Linked DNA regions of Mus musculus: region 1 is linked to region 2. The links are chromatin contacts, called in public Micro-C maps. All regions are on one chromosome and are shown on one strand. Each heading gives the region's core, a stretch centred on a gene start, on an enhancer-like site or on the middle of the called end of the contact. The rest is flanking DNA. Distances are from core to core; before and after follow the strand shown.

What was found. Hi-C and Micro-C count contacts between places; a contact is called where the count stands out from the background.
Region 1: a contact with region 2 is called in a Micro-C map of muscle stem cells, with 4 times the contacts expected there. The contact joins the promoter of Npepl1 here to the enhancer-like site in region 2. A contact is called at or near these places in 1 of 15 datasets of contacts at CTCF or cohesin (CD8 T cells), 6 of 484 Hi-C or Micro-C datasets (bone marrow-derived macrophages, embryonic stem cells, erythroblasts and 3 more), 2 of 115 datasets of contacts at active chromatin or transcription factors (intestinal villus epithelium and pancreatic cancer cells) and 1 of 9 other capture datasets (pancreatic islet).

Annotation. Positions count from the first base shown.
Region 1 is chr2:174,105,280-174,112,044 of GRCm38.p6, reverse strand. It overlaps Npepl1 (aminopeptidase-like 1), which reads right to left and starts at 1,694. Exons shown (of 12, transcript NM_213733.2): 1 at 1,473-1,694; 2 at 783-968; 3 at 261-431. The coding sequence starts at 1,622.
Region 2 is chr2:174,021,088-174,027,771 of GRCm38.p6, reverse strand. Gm30143 (a long non-coding RNA gene) reads right to left here. Exons shown (of 3, transcript XR_375369.1): 3 at 5,844-5,907. Among named protein-coding and RNA genes, the nearest start is that of Gm30143, 5.2 kb to the right of the region's middle. Within about 2 kb of position 2,146, at least 32 of the 459 cell types and tissues checked have an H3K27ac peak or open chromatin away from gene starts, as enhancers often do. A contact at or near this core is called in muscle stem cells, pancreatic cancer cells and pancreatic islet, where this site is marked.

The DNA.
Region 1 (6,765 bases), core at 445-2,944, 85 kb before region 2:
GCTCCAGTGAGACGAAACACATAAAGGTGCTCCCCACCTAACACGTAAAGGTGCTCCCACTGTCACACACAAAAGTGCTCCCCACTTAAGGGGACAACTATGCATAATCAAATCACAGCTGCACCAAACGGAGACCTGAAAATACAACCCAAGACCCTTTTTTGGGATTCCCGAAAAGCACTGTAGCTCTTCCCAGGGGGAGAGAAGAGAAGAGCTCTCCACCTGTGCTCCCAGAAGGCATGTTGCCTCTAGATACCCACTTGCAAGGTGGACACTTCCACTGGGCCATTGTCTTGTCCCACCAGGAAGAACTCCACCATGACTGTCCTCTTCTCTGCGCGCCGGGATGCCCCTGAGCGGTGTGTGAAGAGTGGGAAGGCCCGTGCCAAGGCACAGGCAGAGGCAAAAACCTCAGTCTGTTCGCAGACCATCTGTAGTGAGAGAGAAGCAAGGTGGGGCTGAAGCCACAAAGGGACACCACCAGGACTCTCCCAATAGCAGCTCTACAAACCCAGACGGCTGTGCCCCCCCAGTAACCTGAGGCTGCGTGAGAAAAATGTCTGCCACCAGATGTTGTCCACTCTTTCCCAGACAGATGAGCAGGGCACAGACATAAGCCCAGGCCTCAATAAATCTAGGCTGGCATCTCTGATTTGTCACGCAAACCGATCCGGTGTAAATCACTCGGTGGTTGAAGGGTTAGAATGGGAGATCACACGGGCCAGCCTGCTGTGCTTGAGGTGGGCCACGGGCTGGGGTACACTCACCGGCCCAGCACTCACCAGGATACACCGGTGGGTTCCAGGAGGCAGGCAGGTTCTCACGAGCCTGGTGATGAAGTGGGCTGCGGACGGGCTGTTATGCCGGCTCACCCTAGAAGGCAGAGCTGCCACTGTGGCGCAGTTCAGGTAGAGAGGACAGCTGTCTGTGGGGTTGGGGTTGAGCGTGGCCAGAGCTGCCTGCCAGAGCTGGATTAGAAAGGAGATATGAGACGGACCGGGCTTCAACACGTGTGCTGTGTGGCTAGATGCGCCCTGCGGGCCACGCCTGCTTGTCTAAGGCACCCTAGCCGCTGCCACCAGGCATGTGTGGCTCTCTGGTACCCTACCACCCTCGTGGGACTGCGCCTCGCGCTGGCAAGGCCTGTCTGGGGACCCTCTGCTTCAAACACTTGGAGGCCCGGCTCCTGGGCCCTGGCTAGTGGCCATGGAAGCGGGTCTCGAGGCCAGAGGCCACGCGGAAAGCCGCCACTGGGCCTTCTGCAGGGCCCGGCCCAGAGGCGCGGAAGCAGGTGGCTCGGCCCGGGCAGGCCGGCGACACAGGCCGGGCCTCGCTGCAGCCAGGGCCTTGGGGACAGACGGCTAGGCCTGTCGCGGGCCTGCGCCCTGGGCCCGGCGGGGCGCGCGGGCGAGGCGGGGCCCGTGGCCCAGGGCCTGGGCTTGGCAGGCGCATGGCGGCCGCGGCCCGCTCACCTCCTCGGTGACCCGGGGCTGCAGCTTCCCGCGGACGTGGCTCCAGGGCACGCGGTGCAGGTGTTGCAGCTGGCCCAACAGCAGCAGGGGCCGGCTCTGGGGGTCCGCGTCCCCGGCGCTGGCCTGGAACTGCAGCCCCACGCTCGCCATCTTCCCCCCCACGACCCCGGCCGGGCCGCCCAGCACCCTGCGCCCTGCTCCGGCCCGGCTCGGCGCCGCCCCGGCCCGCCCGGCCTCGGCGCCCCGCCTTCCCCGCCGCCTCCGGGCCGCGCCGCCCTGCAGGGCCCACCCGGGGCGCGAGGGGGCGCCGGCGGAGGCGGGGCGCGGGCCGTACTGCGCCTTCCGGGCCTCCGTTGGGGGGCAAGTGGCGCGCGAGCCCCTGGAAGCGCTCCAGCTCTGGCTACTGCCCTGGCCCGGCTGGCAGTAGGTTCCTGGACTCGAGGAAGCCTCACTTGCCAGGGACAGCCGTGGCTACTGCAGTGGCCTGACAATTAGGCACTCGGATCCCCCCTTTATTCCGCGTAGGCCGCCTCCTCGGCCTAACGCTCGCCAGAAAGGTCACCATTCAGCAGTGGGCGCAAGCTGCCTCTGCACTTTGTCACCTGTGTTGGAGAGGAAAAGACAGCAGTGTTGGGAGCTTATAGGAAGTCATTTGAAAGGAGTCAGCTGCTACCCTACACTGCCCAGGTTTTGACAACTCCAGGCCTGGGGCTAGAGCTCAGTGACCTCCAGTCTTCTTCCTTTTTTTTTTTTCAAGACAGGGTTTCTCTGTGTAGCCCTGGCTGTCCTGGAACTCACTCTGTAGACCAGGCTGGCCTCAAACTTAGAAATTCTCCTGCCTCTGCCTCCCAAGTGGGATTAAAGGGGTGCGCCACCACGCCCGGCTGTGACCTCCAGTCTTATATGTCACTTTTAATCTACATTTCTTCTCTGTTATCAGCCTTTAAAACTAGCAAAACAAGATGGCTGAGCGAGAAAAGACACTTATTGCAGCGCCTGAGGACCAGAGTTCTAGTCCCGTATCTGGAAGGTGCAAACCAGTATCCAAAATGTGTCCATTGACTAAGAGGTTGACTAAGAGGTACCCACTCACACCGACTTAAACACACACACACACACACACACACAGAGAGAGAGAGAGAGAGAGAGAGAGAGAGAGAGAGAGAGAGAGAGAGAGAGAATGAATTAAATAAAACATTAAAAAAAAAAAAAAAACCCTACCAAAGCCAGTTTCATCACATAGCTCTCCATTCCACTGACCCTGCAGGCACCACCCACCTTATGTCCCCACCTACAAGCCATCTATGGTATGGATTTCTTCAGCTTTGGAGGTTCCATCAAACAGCCCAGAGCAGGCCAGCCCTGAAGACGGCAGTAGCTGAATGAGCAGAGGGGATTCCTTTGAAACTCTGGCTTTCCTGACGCAGAAGTCAACACTAATTGGATCTTATTTTCTCGAAAAAGAGTTTTTACAGCAACTGCATGTTTTCACACATTTTGTAAAGGGTACTAAGTGTTCTATCCCGATTCTCTGGTGTTTGCAAATACAGTGTGAGGCACAAGGCACTCAGGAGGGGCCGAGACAACTTGCAATTTTCCTAGAGGGTGGCAGGCTTAAGCTGATCCCTGTGGGAGAAGTACTATGTCCCCAGTCCCCAGGCCAGTCCACAGCAAGATGTCATCTGAAGGAATGACGCTGGGAGGTGGGGCAGGAGTGAGCATGACATAGCCTGCAGCCTATGAGAGCAGGAGCTGGAGCTGCAGGTGCGCAGGTCTCTGCGTATGCTACAGACCACAGAGTATGTTGGGGGGCTTGGGGAGATGACTTGGGAGGTAAAATATTTGCTGTACAGGCCTGAAGATCCCAGCACCTATAAAAAGATGGGCTGTATCCTAGCACTGGGGGGTGGGGACAATCGTCCCTGGAGCTCCATGATCAGCCATTCTTACCCAGTTGGTTAGCTTCAGGTTCGGCGAGAGAGGCTGTCTCAAAAAACGAGGCGGGGCCTTTCAGATGTCTCTATGGATAAAGGCATTTGTCATCTGAGTTCAACTCCCACTTCCCGCATGGGAAGAAGCAGCCCAACTCTGGTAGGTTGTCATCAACCTACAGGTGAGTACTGCGTCCTGCTCAAGCAAACACGCGAACACAAAATGAATATAGAAGTAACTGTAACCGTCTAGCAAAGAAACAAGGTGGAGATTCACTAAAGGAAGACCCCTAGGGCCAACCTTCAGCCTTTATATATGTAAACTCACATGTGCGTGTGCCCACACACATATGAACACACACACACACACACATTCATAGACAATAGGGCCTGCCTATTCAACAAAATCCTCCCCTCTAATGAAGGAAGTAACTTTTTTTTATTACGTATTTTCTTCAATTACATTTCCAATGCTATCCCAAAAGTCCCCCCCCCCCACTCCCCTACCCACCCATTCCCATTTTTTGGCCCTGGCATTCCCCTAGGAAGTAACTTTTGTGAATCATAAACAAAGATGGCTGAGTTGAGCCAACTCAGCAACCATTTATTAAATACTTACTACATACAGAGCAAGAGGGACTGTTGGGTGCTTTGTAATGAGCAGATATTCCTGATCCCTGGTTTCATGCCACCCCCAGACAGAAGAAATTGAAACCACTCAGGACATTCCACTTTGGATGCTTATCAATTTCCTCAAGACAGAACATGTGATGGATCTGAGAAAGTCTGAAGAAACTACTTTCCCTCTCACGACAAGCTTCACGGACACCAACATAAATGAGACAGCAGGGCGTCTTTGTTTAGTTAGATAGATTTTTATGAAGGTATTAACCCACAGCTCAGGATACACCTCCCTGTCAAGGAAAAATTGAACTTCTTGATTTTTTTTTTTTTTTTGAAAAATGAAAGTTTAAAACAAATGGCCAGATCTTGTGACCCAAGCAGCAACTTACAATTGTGATGAATTGGAGCCAATTCCACACCCGACGAGGGTGTGGCTGCAGCTCAGAAGCAGCAGAAGTTCAAAGGCCTCTGAAAGAAAGCAGAGTAAAGTTCTCAGGAGTCCTGAGGTCACATTCTGGGACACAGCTCTAAAACCCCACATTCCCCTAAGGCTGTTTGTCTGCAAGTTTCCTCAATGCCAAGAAGACAAGTGTACGGTTTAGGTATGTTCATCCAGTGGTCATATGTGCATTCATGTATTCATTTTGGTGGGGGGACAGAGCCCCAGGATCTCATCTGGCTGGCCAAGTGCTCTGCCATGAATCATATCCCCACGTCTCTCTTCGTTTTCCACTAGGCCAGTCTCAAGCTCATCTCTAGCTTGGTTGATAGGCTGACCTTGGACTTGCAATCTTCCTGCCTCAGCTTCCTCAGTCCAACCTAGTGACCTAGCAAACATCAGTTCTGAACAGCTCTAGACCCCTGATCTCTCCAAAGAGAGCAGCAGTGTATGAAAGCTGCTTAAATGTGTGAATGGGCGGAGTCACAGCCACAAATTCCAGACACCAGGTTTCTGGGAGAAGACCGAGGCAAGTGAGGCCCTGCAGACTGGGAGAGCTTTGACATGGGTCTTGAGGGATGAGTTGAAGTTTACTGGCAGTTGGATCCTGAACTAGGGAACTAACCCCTCATAGAGTGCCCTGGGGTGCTAAAGGACACAGTCCACTTGGGACATCTGAACTCAGGTGACGAGGCCTAGCATCCATTTAGCCAGACTCTGTTCTTCCCTTATACATGACTGAACACCAGTCAGAAGTCCTTCAGACGTAGGGGAAATGAGCACCATGGACAGAAAGTGAAAGGCAGCTCTGGTCTGGTGATCCCCATTCTATGACAGTTGGCTGAAGCTACCAACCTAGAGAAACAGGACATGGCCTCTGTGGGTTCTGCCCCAGGCTGCGATATCTGTGCCTTACATCTCTGCACCATGTCCTGAATTCCCTAAGGTGAGAAAATGCCTTGGCTACATTCTGTAACCAGTAGTACCAGATGGTTCACCTATGCTCACACCAGAGCCACCCAAAGTGAGAGGAGCTCTACCCAAAGTAGAAAAACAAACAGACAGACAGAAACCACCTTCACCAACTGTGGAAAATTGAAAACCTAGTACAACGAAGACACTTCTGTGCCCTTCAGCAAGACTGTGCATGCTTATAATCTATACATATTCATGTATACAGGTGTGCGAGCACATATTTCTTTCCTGCATTGTTTAAATCAAATTGCATACATTTATCCCTATGTACTTCAGGGTGTATCCTGGGAATGAGAATGCTGGTTGGACCACATCATCCCATTCAGACCCATGGGCAATTCAGGATTCAAACAATACTATCCTCTAACACTGTGGCTGTCCTCAGACATCCTCAGTGGCTTTTTCTTTTACCAGAAGCCACACAAGGATCAGACGTTCCATTTGGCTGTCAGGTTCTCTAGTCTCCCTGAATCCTGAATAATCCCTGCCTCTTTCTCACGATGAGGACATGTCACACAAAAGGCCTTGACGTTTGAATTTGCCTGCTACTTTGAGATTAGATTTGGGTTGAAGGTGTTTGGCAAAAATCTATATTATGCTTTCCATTGTCCCTCATGAGAAGGTACAGGGTCTAAGTGTCCCTTACATTTGGTTTAAGTGGGATCTGAGAGATCCCTTCTGGTCAAAGTACAGGTTTTCTTTATAATCGATAGAAGTAGAAGCAGTGTCCACTTTACAGTCCAATAACCACCATTCCTACCATTTATATTTATTATTTATTGACCTATTTGTGGCAGGGACTCACGTTGCCCAAGATATCCTTGAGCCTACCTGAGGTTGGCCCTGAACTTTCGACCCTCTTGCACCTGCCTCACAAAGGCTGGGCTTGCGAATGACCTCAGAGTTTCATGAATGCTAGGCAAGTCCTCTACCGACTAACTGGGCCAAACTCCCAGACCCCCACCTCCCTTGTTTAATAGATGCTTGGCAGCAAAGGGCTCTGGCTTGCACGGTTGGTCTTATTTTCTCAGGAGGGCCTAAAGAAACTGCTGCTATTTTGTTAATTTCCTGTTCAGACACCAGACATTCCATTTGTTTTCATCTCCTGTTAGGGAAGCTTATCTTCCCTACTAGATAGAGCCTTTCTCGTTTCCTTATGGGGAGGGACACTTTGGGGCTGCTAGGATGCCTTGGTGTTCAGTGTTTCTGCCCATGGTGACCCAGCTCTAGTACTATGTGCACATGAGGGCACCATGGCTACAACCTCTAGGCTGTAATTTCCAGCTCTTTCTGAATGGCTTCCTTCTTGCTTTCTGGGACTGGC
Region 2 (6,684 bases), core at 897-3,396:
ACTCCCTGGGCCGAGCATATACAAACTATCACAGTTTTGGTGGCCGGAAATGTGAATCAAATGTCCACATTGTACCTGCACCCAGGAAGAAGAGCGGTAAATGCTAGTACTCTTGTGTTGTGTGTGTTTTCCCAGAGAGACATGAACAAATGTCTCTTCGCCCCACACAGGACACTGATGACAGACTAAAGAATAAGTACATTCAAGCCAATGTAATAAACTGTGAGCTTCTCAGCTTTACCCACAGGCATCTGAGTGAGGGCCCCTTATGAGATCTGTAAGGAGTTACGAATGACTGTAACTCAGCTGGGAGACCGGCATGCTCCCTGCTCCTCTTGCAGACTGCCTCCCCCAGAGATAGGCTCCTCTCCTAGCAAAGTTATACTGATTTTTATAACTTTGGGGAGATGTCTTTTGACTCCTAGAACTTACATAAGTTTCCTATGCCTTATAAATTTCATTTATTTCCCGAGTTTTGTGAGCCTCTCCTCTCCTTCCAGGAGAGGGTATTTTATTTCAGAGGGATCTGCTAATAGAACATCTTGCTTCCTCCTTTTTGTGAATGAAAGGGAGAAAGTACTTTTCCAAGCAGAATAGTGCCACTCACATTCAGACCCATGCAGTCGTCTACCTCAGTCAGACCTCTCTGGAAACTCCTTCATAGACATACTCAAAAGCATGTATCTTAGGTGATTCTAAGTCAAGGTTACCTACCACACTGCGTAGCTAATCTTGGCTGGGGGAGATGGAAGACCCAGTGCCTTAGCATGTCTGCCTTACTTTTCTTCTCTGCAAAACAGAATTATATCTCCCCTTCTTTGTAACCATAGTCTGTCAATGTACATACATTGCCCCAGGTACATGTAAGTCAGCCCTTACAGAGCAAACCACCCTGGAGAGGAAGAATGTGCTATTTGGGGCTGCCTGATAAGCAGGCTAGCATCGTTGTCTTCAGAGTATGTGGAGAGGATTCGGTGAGCACACGGTCTGAGGTGCATAAGAGATGGCCACCAGCACTGCTAAGTACAAATAAGGATCCAGCCTGGAGTCATTGAGGAGCTGTCTCTAAAGACCGTGGGTCTCCTTTCAACAGGGAAGGTGTTCTGCTGCTCTCTGGTCCCCTACAGAGGCCTCCTGCCTTGGAATGTGACTCATAACACCATCACCCTTTTCTGACTGTTTCCCAGCTTCCTATTTCACTGAGAACAGAACCCCACCTCCATCCTACAGCCAGAGGCCTCATCTGCGGCCATCCAATCTTGCCCTCCTCAGCCAATCCCACTGCCTGAGACAGAGGGTCTTTGCAGTTAGCTCTTCTTTCCATTTAAGCCTGCTCCTGGAGTAGCTCTCTTAGTCATGTATTCCTGAAACTACTGACTTCTCTGCCTGGTTGTTACCCAGTCTCCATTTAGGATGTGTCTCCCTAGCTCCCACCCTGTAGCAAGCCCTGGGCTGTCAGCATGCAGATCTGTGGGGTTTGCACCCCAATTCACGAATGTGGTAATTTCAGGCAATCCCCATGTCTACAGAGACACCTCAAGTGGTGCTTCTGTCTGCCTGAAGCACTCCTGTTATTCACCTGCCTCATGAGACCCTTGTCTTGAGACCTTGTCATGAGACCTTGTGTGGTGCTTGGGTCTTCCGTGCCATACCCAGAAGGGCAAGCTGGCTGTATAGGAAAGGATGGTGATTCTGTTGGGGGCAGGTAGCTCCCCAATAAAGAGTCACATGTGAGAGACACCTGCATGGGTAGACTGAGCACCGGGGGCACAGATCAATATTCACAGGGTGCTGAGAAGGGCAATCTTGGAAAGAGTGTCTGTCCTGCCAACCTCTGCTGAGGTCTGCAGAGAGAAAAACATCCATAGCCTCTGGAGTTAAGTCTCTTTCCCAAAGAGCCGCTAGGCTGACACCACCCCACCCCAGGGAAGGTGGGTGTGTGTGGTGAGAAGGCTGGCTGAGAACGGAGGCCAGTGGGGAGGCCCTACCCAGCACGGCCCCCACTGCCCACAGCTCAGCGGCCCCCACTGCCCACAGCTCAGCGGCCCCCACTGCCCACAGCTCAGCGGCCCCCACTGTCCACAGCTCAGCGGCCTCCACTGTCTGCAGCTCAGCGGTGACTCATCCAGGCTCTGACTTCAACACCCTCTGCACATTAATGAGGCTTTAGCGTGACAGAAGAACAGGGAGAGAGGGAAAAGCAGGCTCAGGAACATTGTACAAGCACCTATTTGCAAAAACCTGAGCACCGCACACACTCACCATGTACAATTATCTACACACACACACACACACACACACGGACTGGCACACTATATTTGTTATTCATGGTCACGTGCACATACTGCACTGTATATTCTCACATACATACTCCCATGTACATAGACACACTACCTCCTGTACACACTCATGCACACACACACTCATGCACATACTGTATACTCACTGCACACATAGGCACATGAGCACACTGTATTTGAAATGCATTCTCATGCATACACACTGCATTAAATATTCACACATGCACATAGTCATACTGACCTTCCTGTGCACACACTATACACAGTGCACTTGCTTCAGTCTCTGGGTCCCCACACCCAAGCCTGACAAGAGCAGCAAGTTGTCCCATGTGTGCCATGTGTGCACACGCAGTTCACCAGGCACATCATAGTTTGGTATTTTCATTTGAAAACTCACTTCAGTTGACGCTCTTCTAGGTTAAAAAGTTCTCTGGTCTTCCTCTCAGTAGCCTGCTCATAGCCAGTATGAAAACTTCCATTCCAGTTTTAACAAGGAGAGAGGGAAAGAGATGGGGAGAGAGTCTGTCTCAAACTGTCTCCAACTCAACTGGGTCTGAACCCTGAAGTCAAGTTAGCCTGATCATAACCCAGCTAGAAACTCTAACCCCAGCAAAACACCCAGCTTTTGGCTACATCTTTGTTGCAGTCCTAGGGGATCTTAAACCACAACATAATATATCATATTTGAACTGGAAAGCCAGCGATATCGGGAACATTAAGCCTCAGTGTGCTGCTTACTTCTCCGAGACTCAGAGGCCGGGGCTGGAGAGGCGACTGGGTCACTTGATAGTTAATGTTTATCGTCACCTTTACGGGACTGAGAACATTCCAGAACTTAGCAAACCACATGTCTGGGTGGTCTTCAAGGACCACCAGGGTTAGATCATGAGGACTTGGACCCAATGCATAGTTTAAATCACTGATGGATCTAAAATATGAGTAGACTTTTGGAAGATACCAAGACTGGGATAGAGGCCTGGTCTGAGGAATAGCTCCCTGGAAGTGTGTCTGTCCAGGCTCTGTGTTGTATTGCCCCTTCCTGTTATGGCTCTATTCTGCTTCCTGTTGCCATGGAGTGAACCCCCGGTTTCTCTACATGTTCCCTCCCACATGCTGGTTATTTCACAGTGGACCCCCAAAGCCCAGTGCTACCTCATGATGGACTGAACACTCAGAAAATGGGAGCGGAGTAAATTCTTATTCTCCTTATGTCAGGTATTCTGTGGCCGTGACCAGAAAACCGATACAGAGAATTGGGGCCAGGAGTGGAGGCAGGGGGATGGACGAAACCATAGCTTCTCAAACCTCTGAAGCACCTGTCGAGTCAGGAAGATTTTGGGAATTTAGGCTGGGTCATGTGGTGTGGAGCTTACCTCCACTCCCTGACAGAGGGCCATGTATGAAGGAGAAACTCTCTCTGTTCTGGGGTCCTGGAGGAAACGGAGGGACCCAGGAGATCACATCTGTCACCTTAGAGTTGGTTGCTCTCATGGCCATCTGTAGCAATGATGCTCTCCCACTTCAAAGGCTTTGGCATAGTTGGCCATGGGCAGATGACCCTCTTAGAAACACTGATTCTGAAGGGTCGTGTCACCATGTCATGTCAGTACCATCCTTGGAACTGTCAAGTTACAACGATGAGGGACCCAACCTCCTCCACAGGTTATCCATGTATAGGCTCCTGGCTGAGCAACTCTTAAGAGGGAAGCTTTAGTGTGAAGATGTAAGTCAACGAACCACGTATCCCTGGGGGGTCAATCAGCCTCCTGTCCTTCCTCTCTTCCCACTCCCTGCTTCCTGGCTACTGTGTGGTGATGTGACTTTATGCTGCCACCTCAACTTCCTCTGTCATGTTCCCTCCTCACCAGAGGTCTGAGAACAATGGGGACAGTCAGCTCTGAACTGCAACCTGAGAACCCATGAGCCAAAGATCCTTTCCTCTCAACGAGGTTTTTCTTGGGTCTTTGGTAGAGCAAAGGATGGTTGAAACCAACTCAACTTTAACTCCAACACTTCACAACCTCACCGATGATCCTACTGCTAACCCTAATGTTAACACTATCTACATCCACGTAGGAAAACCAGAGGTGGTGTGCTTCCTAAGGCCGTGGCAATTACATCACTGACTCCCAGGACCAGCTGGAGCTGCGAACAGGGCTTCCAGACAAAGCGGGACTAGATAGATAGCAAGGTCCAGTGTGCTCGGGCTACCAGGGGCCTCATCTCCCTGTGCCTTTTCTTGGAAAACCTTCCCAGCCAGGGTGATTAGCAGAACGTGTGGTCCAGACTAGTTAGGAAGGGGGTGATTTTGGTCTGCCTGCATTTCCTCAAATGGAAAGGGCAGCGTAGGGGCTTGAGAGGAGGGCTCTGAGGAGGGAACAGGGACTCAGGGTTGATGTGAGGCCCTTCCATAAGAAATGAAAATTGGGCTGTCACCAAGATGCTATTAGCCTGCCTCCTCCAATCTGTTCTGTCTTTTGAGTGGGGAGCAGGGGAGAGGAAACATCCAATGAGCAGACCCCCAAGCCCAGCATACTTCTCCACTGAGAGCAGCAGAGATGGGGACTCCAGATGCAGCAGCAGCTGGCGGTGGAGCGCTCTCCCAGCCCACAGCTCTTGTCTAATCTCTACCAAGTGCATATTGTACCTGTGCCTGACTTGCCCCTGGGAGGCTAGTGTGTGCACCACTTCAGTTTGGGAACAGAGTTTCTGCTGGGGGTCCAGGCAGCAGCCTGGCTCTGCTAGCTCTGAGAATCAAGTTGCTCCCTTTGTTTCCTTATGAATTTTCCTGTCCTCTGGCAAGTGGACCTCTACACAGAGGCCACAGGGCTCTTATGGTTTTCCACAGTGGCCTGGGAGGACAGCTGTCCTCAGTAGTCCCTGCAAGCATCTCTGCTTTGATATAGAGCTAAAAGGATGCTGGGGTAGCCAGCCCCGCCTGTCCACTGCCAGCTGGACAGGTCTTGGATGATGTCATTGGGTTGGGAATGTAGAGCCTCACTGGGAGCCTCTGGCCTCATTCTGGCAGCTGGAAAGGAGGAAAAATAGAACTGTGGAGGACCTTGGGGGCATCTTGGAAACTTCTTGCCACCAGTAGGAAGCCATCAAGGTACGGCCGGCCCCCATCTGGGGAAGTAGAACGCTAAAGCCCAGTGTCACCTTGATTCTCTGGCTTCTATCCTGGTGGGAGGTCATGAAGTTGCTGTGCTTCCCCGTGCCTCAGTTTCCTTTCCTGCAAATTGGCAATGACTGCAGCGTACACCCAGGCAAGGCCCAGCGGCCCTGCTGATCCTTACCGAGTTGCACTGTTCGCAGTGCTTACCTATACTTCCTATAGGTGAAGAAACGACGGTCTGTGAGCTGGCACCGTGAGGCACACCTACAATCTAAGCGCTCTGGAGAGTGAAAGGGGAGGATCTCAAGTTCAGAGTCAGTCTAGACAACTGGTTGTGTCTTGTTTTGTTTTAAAGAAAGGAAAAGGGAAAGGTGGTGAGTCATCTTGAGTCTCAGGGAAAATTCAGACTCTTGCAAGCGCCTTCTCCAGCAGGTAGTCTTCAGCATCAACGCTCACTGCAACATCCTCTTTCCTTCATGGCTCAGCTCACATCTGTAATTATATGTTTACATGTGCACACCTTTAATTGTGTGCATTTCCTTTCCCTGATGCTCCACCCCTGGGGGTGGTGCTGGGATCTGCACCCTGTGGTTCATTAGGGGGCCCAGTACAGCAAGCTTATTAGAAATGTAAACACTGGTTGAAAATTAACATGGGGGAATGAAAGATCTTTTAGCTGTAGTTTGGTCAGTTGCGAAGGGTGGCGGGGGTGTATGAGGGGGTAGGACACCAGGAGCTCAGCTCTGCTACATGAGACTTTATCTGGCCACCTGCTAGGGGTCTGAGCCCCTGAGTAAGACAGGCTTGTGTGTTCTGGGTATGGAGATCAATATCTGGCCTTAAGCTGTTCAACAGGGAACAGAGAGCTGTAGCAAGGCTCTGCTGCCAGGCAGGGAGGCAAGGAGGCTGAGACTTGCCAGAGGCCTGGAGGCTGGGAGGCCAAGAGGCTCTGACCCCACACCTAATGACATGTGATTTGGGAACAACCTTTAGTCATGGACTGCAGCTGCTTTGCCTCCAAGGGCAAAGATGGGGCAGTTTGAGTCATTCTGGACACCAAAGATTGGGACAAGCTATCTCTGAAGCTGCCTCTGGGTTGACTGGGACTCTGCCCTGGAATTCATTTCCTGCTCAGGAGCGGGAAGCTCCTTGCCATGTTCTTCCTCGTGCACCTCTTTCGGTGACAATGTGAGCTGCACAGGTGGGCTTGGTACCCACTCTTAGCATTCTCTTCAGTGTTCACGGGGCTCAGACTCTAGGATATATATT